Linked DNA regions of Mus musculus: region 1 is linked to region 2. A link is a contact called in public capture Hi-C data. All regions are on one chromosome and are shown on one strand. The core of a region is the stretch at or near the end of the contact, and the rest is flanking DNA. Distances in the headings are between cores, read along the strand shown.

Region 1 (3,129 bases), core at 312-2,811, 500 kb before region 2:
CTCCAGATTAGGGAGGTAGGGGGATGTAACTGATTAGGGGACAGGGGGGTGTTATTGTTTTAAAAAGGGAAGAAAAATATGATGACTGGGAGCTTATAAGTTAACGAACCCCACCAAAAAATGGTCCCTTTCTAGTTATAGTTTGCGGAGGAATGAAAGATGCAATTGTCTGGAAGGGAGATCCATGGGATCCATGCTGGCTCAGGGGTCAAGGGTCGTGGCATGCAAAGGTCCCCTTCCCTTTGGCATGGATCCCTCCGTATAACATAGTTTGGCAGCTATCTCCTTGCACGCCGGCTACCTGCCAGTGCAGCTGGTACTGTGTCTGGTGCCGACAACAAAGCATCACTCGGCTACCAGCAGCTCTACATGGGGCCACTTTTCTCAGATGACAAAGAAAGATGGGCTATACATTCTACCATCAGAGCCCATTAAAAGGACTCTTAAATTGCATTGCTACAGTTATTGTTAATTATGTAGTAGTCACTGGAGCTGGGGGAGCTTCCTAAGGAGCAGAGGGTGACTATATGCTTGGAGGGGGGAGGAGGTAGTTGTCATGGAAGGGGTTACATGGAACGAGGACTAATGATAGGAAGCCGGAAGTTTAAAACAAAACAAAACAAAACACCTTGCCTGCCATGTAGAGCCAGGTGGCATAAATAGGGTGAGCCCTTGGTTCTGAAGATGGGTTCTGAAGGCTGGTAGTGTGACTGATGAAGAAGGAATCAACGTGCTGAAAGAATCTTTAATATATGCAGCTTGGAAACTGTCCTGCCCACCCTCCATTCAAAAGGCGGCTTCAGAGATTTCCAGCATTTTCATTTTTTAAGAATAATTTTAAGCAATTTATCACTTGGCTGTAATGCATTCGCTGTGGGCTGAAATCAGTAAGTCCTGCAGTGTGGAGATAAGGCCTGTTGGAAGGTTGGGGAAAGAAGACCAGAGGTTGCCCATTGTCAAATAGCCAGAAAATTAAAATTAAAGAGTCGTGTTTACCCCATTTGGCCAGCTGGGTAGAACTATGTCACTGGATGGGTGTTAGCCCTGTATTTCAAGGGTAGATTCTTTGAGATGTTTTTATTACAGAAGTCCAGTTCCTTCCACTGTTGAGAAATGAAATTGTTGTGTCCCTGTGCCTGGAAACAAGCAGAAGCCCCTGGCCTGTTTCTGATGAATTCCATTGTGCGTTTTGAAATCTGTATTTGTCTTAGTGTTTTTGTTGTTCCTTCTCCAACCCCTCTGCGTGTCTCTCTGAGTGAAGTTTTCAGCTTTAGTAACTCAGTCACTTGTCCCTCAACAAGGAATTGAAAAGCACAAGGATTCCAGAGAGGGGTCCTCAGGAGATTTACCAATCTTCTTGGGCTTATTTTGAGATTTTGGCCCTTGAAGGGAGATGACGCTGTTCTCAAAACGTCTGGCAACTTTTTTCCTGCTACACACTGAACTCCAGCAGAGAGAGGATCCCAGTAAGATGTCATTTCACTGCAAAACACGGCAGCGGCTCTACTGTTGGCTCCTCCCATTCCCACCCCTATGTTCCTCCAGGCTGCCACCCTGGTTCTCTACATACCCCAACCTCTCCTGCCAATTCTCCTCAGATGAAAAGAAAATCCAAAGGGGCTGGGGCACAATGGGGGCAAACGAAGGAAAAAAAAAACAAAAAAACTACAGTCTTTAGTTCCTATCTTTCCTTCTTGGGGCTAATTTTCCACTTCTTGGTTGTTCTGATCTCAGCTATTTGCAATAGTTATATATAATTTAGCATTATACAAAAGTATTGTCATATCAAACATAGTGAAATGGATTCCAAAAACACCATCTGGTATTTGGGAATGCACTGTGAGTTGGGAACGTGAGAAGAGATATTCTTTGCCACTTTGCTTGGGATCCAGCCATTAGCAGTGTAATTGCCAAGAAAAGGTGACAGGCTCCCGGCTTAAAACAAGTGGGTTCCTCCCCCCTTCTCCTATTAACTCTTGTGAGCCCTAAACCGTGTTAAAAGGGACTCTGGGGATCAGGCAATTTAAAGAAGGAAGAAAGAGAGAGAAAGACAGAGGGAGTGAGAGAGCGAGGGAGGGTGGGCAGGAGGGAGGAAAGGAAAAAGGAGGAGGTTAGAGGAGGAGGGAGATTCAGAGATGAATTAAGAGACAGAGGGAAAGAAGATCTGTGGACTGGGGTAATTGTGCTTTCAAATTATCTGGGTTTTCAGTAGATTTGCATGTTGAGCGTTTTAGTCTAAAGCCTGTTTCAAAATCCTCATTAGTCTCCTCTAATCCATCTAAAATTATGGAGGCCTATATCATGAAGGTCATCTGTGATATTGAAACCTATCACAGGGTTAGTATCTATGCCTCTATAGGAAAAAGAGAGTTCCTAACATCAAATCTCCTGAAACTGATGTTTGGAGGATGGCCACACAAAGGAAACAAAGGAAAGAGGGCTCTCCACATTTACAAACTTGTCCCTTGCTTGTCCCCTTTCAGCTAAGAAGAGTAAAAAGGAGGTAAGAAATAAAAATAAATTTAAAAGAAGAAAAAACAGAGACAAGACAAAAGTGTCATCCTTTGGGGCAGAAATCAGAGAGGACTTCTTAGCAGGAGATAAAAATAAAGAAACACCAAGGGGGAGGGAGTAGAAGCACAGGCTGTCATAGCTCTGTTCAGCCTGGCATTCACAACCAGGGTCCAGGTCTGTTTCAGGCGACAAAAAGAGTTCACAGTCATTTTTTTCCCACTCTGGTGTCAGAAGTTAGGATGTGCGACCCAGACCTGCCATTCCATTACATGGAGTCAAATGATATCTAGTGGGTGGATGAACGCCTGCCAAGGCAGAACAGTGAAAGCTAACTCTCTCCGTCGAGCTCCTGTTTTTAAATATTTATATCTCTGGCAGACTTTTTTGGGGTAGAGGAAACTGAAGGCTCTTTTGCTATCTGTCATTTCACCCAGGCAGGGGAGAGAGTCGCACAACTTGATTTTTCCTCGAGTTTGGCACCAGGAACAGGCGATGGCGTTTCTTTGGGGTGGTGAATTTTGCTTTGTGGAAAAATGGCCCAGACCAAGGATTTTTACAGGAGCCAGCAGCCGCTTTCCATGCTGGCTTGGGGCAGGGCCAAGTTCCCATTAGCAC
Region 2 (3,180 bases), core at 374-2,873:
AGATTAAGGGCCTATAAAGTATGAAGGCAGAGGCCATATGAAACCCAAGCAGATGTCAGACGTGAGGATGATTTCCTGACTCTCCCTCCACAGATGAGTTTTGCTTCTCGTGTCAGTATCTTCCCAATGACTTGATTCAATCCAAGTATTTCCCAGATTTTCTCAGATCCCTCTCGCTCTCTGTTCTCCTGTCCCAAGAAGAAAGATGCCGAATCCTCCTTTAGTGAGTGCTCTCAGACTTGCTGCGTTTTCAAGTAACGAGATTAAAGGGAAATGCCACAGCAAAGGAGCCTTTCCTCCTATTGCCTTACCCGGCTGAGGCGATTGGCAGTTCTCAGAAGTTTAGGAAAATCCAGGAGCACCTCTGTGTGGGCGGTTGTCACACCTGTCACCACCAGTGTCTTCAACTACAAACTGACAGATAGAAAACTTGGCAAAATGGAGTAATTTCTTATTGCTTACAACTGTTTCTCTACTATATTTCTGCAGATCGTTTACTAAGAGACCTCATTCAAAAAAACAGAAAGAAAGAAAGAAAGAAAGAAAGAGAGAAAGAAAGAGAGAGAGAGAGAGAGAGAAGTTCGTGTGTGGTTCCCCCTAACTGACTTCCCATTCTGGAAGCCCTTGGTCAAGTAGCTGGGTTAATTGTCATGAAGATTAGTGAGATGTTGAAATAAGTACTAATGGTCAAATTACAGGAGTGAAAAGTGGGAGAATAGGTTTTGGTTTGGACCTGAAAGGGTTAATTAAGGTTTTTTCACGGGTTATTAAAGACCCCCAACCCCTGCCTTAGGAGTCATATTGACAGCCCACCACAGGGCAGCTCAGCTCCTCTATTGACATGTTGCTGGTAGGAGCACAATAGCCCCAGTATCTGCAAATCATTGCTAAAATCATCTCAAGGAAAAAAAAGTTCCCAAGCTTTAACATTAGACAAAAGCCCGGGAGTTGCAGTGTGCAGCTCAAAAACCCAGAGTCAGCAACTTCTATTGATTAAAAACTAACCTTTAAAGTAACTCTGAGAGCGTGTGGTTAGCATTTAAATTTAAACATGTCGTGAGTTGATTTGTGTTACTGAATACCAACTCAGAAGGAGTAACATTCACAGTGCGGTTTTTTTTTCTTTCTTTCTTTCTTTTTTTTTTTTTTTTCTAACTCCCTTAAGCAGCTAAAGTATTTCATGAAATGTCAAAAGGGCAGAAAGAAAAAGGGGAGGGGCCAATGCGGGGCCTCATCGTTTTCTTTCCCAGGCAAATATTCACCCCCCAAAAGAAAAGTGTGGAGAGCGAAACACAATAATTAGTCCTTTGTCTAACTTTCTCAAATGCCAAAGAAAGACAGATTAATTAAATATACAACAGTGTTGGTTTTTGGAGCGGGGGTCTAGCTTGCTGGGTAGGTCATAAATTAGGCAGAATAAATACTTCAGTGTGTTTGCAGTGGGCCTGCTACGTCAGAGCCACTGGAAGGTTGGTGGGAGGAGAGTGGCGGGTTTCTTGCTAATGATAGTCACGTCTGGGTCTGTCTGGTTGCTAAGAGCAACCAGACATGATGTAACACCAGGATGAACTTGAACTTGGGGGACTTGAAAAGAGAACAATAGCCCAGAGCAATCAATAAAGCCTATTTCAGTGAAGGGTTACAGAGCTGCTCTGGGGTAACCTTGTGGGCGAGGCACACACTGAATAGTAAGATGTGTGAAGAAACTTTTTTTTTCTTTGCTTTGCTTTGCTTTGCTTTGCTTTGCTTTGCTTTGCTTTGCTTTGCTTTGCTTTGCTTTGCTTTGCTTTGCTTTGCTTTGCTTTGCTTTGCTTTGCTTTGCTTTGCTTTGCTTTGCTTTTTAGCAGAAGTATGTACAGGGCACTGCTGATTTTTGTAATGTCCTGAATGCAGAAACTACGGGACGGAAAACTGCTCCCCCTGGTGACTCGCCAGGTCCCAGGCCTTTGCTTCAGGACTGCCACACTGAAGAAGTCCAGAATTTCACAACTGCCTTAGAAAGCATGCAAACAGATTGGGAACAGCACTTACCACTCAGTTTGAGACTGTTCTGTATAAGAGCAGATATGGAAAGTGGATCTGCGTCAGAGATCAGGAGAAACTTAACGCAGACACGGTTTGCGGTCTGCTTCCCTCCCCTTTCCTTCTTACTGATCTTTCTTTTGTCCACTTAGATTTAGGCCATGCATACTTGCCAGGGTGATTTCTTTTCCAGATATAAGCAGCTTTATTGGGTTCTCCGAAGCGCATGGTCAGAGAGTAAAAGTCTACAGGATGAGTAGTTTTGTGGTTTGAGCTAGGAGTTTTTGTTTTGTTTTGTTTTGTTATAAGCGCCTTTGGAAATCAAAGGTACCTTGTGTGACCAGGAAATTTTACACCATGCCTCCATGGAGCTATCACTTAGCTATTTATCCCTGGGATCAAAGGAGTCCCGACTTTCCCCTAATTGAATCTCCCCGACAAGAGTGAGCTTTAGCCCTCACCTCCGGAATCAGTTCCGACTGACTCAAACCCTGGTGATGTTTTCAATGCAGAACTCACAGCCTCGAAGCTGGTAGGTTTTCTGATGAAAATACTGAATTCTTCAGAATACTTAGAAGAAAGTTGGCAAAAAAAAAAAAAAAAAGTCATACAATTTTTAGCCTCACTTGAGTTTTGAGATTGGTCTATAGTTGCTCATTTTGTTAAGCGAACTCTCTGTGTTGACAAAGAATGTTTCTGAAAGGGACATAAGACTGGCTCCACAGCTGGCAGAAAGCTCCAAGGGCACATTGAGTAGACAGAAACATGAACGAGAACTACAGTGGTTTCATTTCCCCATGAACACAATGGTGCTTCATAAGGTGCCATCTTATTTTATTATGTATCTTTTCTAAGAAAAGAATTTTAAATATATGCCATTGAAAGGATTTGCACCTGGCCGGGCAGTGGTGGCGAATGCCTTTAATCCCAGCACTTGGGAGGCAGAGGCAGGTGGATTTCTGAGTTCAAGGCCAGCCTTGTCTATGAAGTGAGTTCCAGGACAGCCAGGTCTATACAGAGAAACCCTGTCTCGGAAAGAAAAAAAGAGAGAAAGAGAGAAAGAGAGAAAGAGAGAGAGAGAGAGAGAGAGAGAGAAAGAGAAAGAAAGAGGAGGGGAGGGGAGGAGAGGGGAGGGGAGGGGAGAGGAGGGGAGAGGAG

What was found. Capture Hi-C pulls out chosen DNA fragments and counts their contacts.
Region 1: a capture Hi-C map of embryonic tail shows a contact between it and region 2, with 2.9 times the contacts expected there. The contact joins two enhancer-like sites. A contact is called at or near these places in 3 of 115 datasets of contacts at active chromatin or transcription factors (astrocytes, cardiomyocytes and kidney) and 2 of 9 other capture datasets (embryonic tail and embryonic trunk).

What each region holds. Positions count from the first base shown.
Region 1 is chr4:97,608,625-97,611,753 of GRCm38.p6, forward strand. It overlaps a transcript of Nfia not described here. Among named protein-coding and RNA genes, the nearest start is that of E130114P18Rik, 26 kb to the left of the region's middle. Within about 2 kb of position 1,562, at least 59 of the 459 cell types and tissues checked have an H3K27ac peak or open chromatin away from gene starts, as enhancers often do. A contact at or near this core is called in astrocytes and embryonic tail, where this site is marked.
Region 2 is chr4:98,107,293-98,110,472 of GRCm38.p6, forward strand. All of the region lies in intron 10 of Nfia (nuclear factor I/A), which reads left to right. Among named protein-coding and RNA genes, the nearest start is that of Gm34784, 17 kb to the right of the region's middle. Within about 2 kb of position 1,624, at least 134 of the 459 cell types and tissues checked have an H3K27ac peak or open chromatin away from gene starts, as enhancers often do. A contact at or near this core is called in astrocytes and embryonic tail, where this site is marked.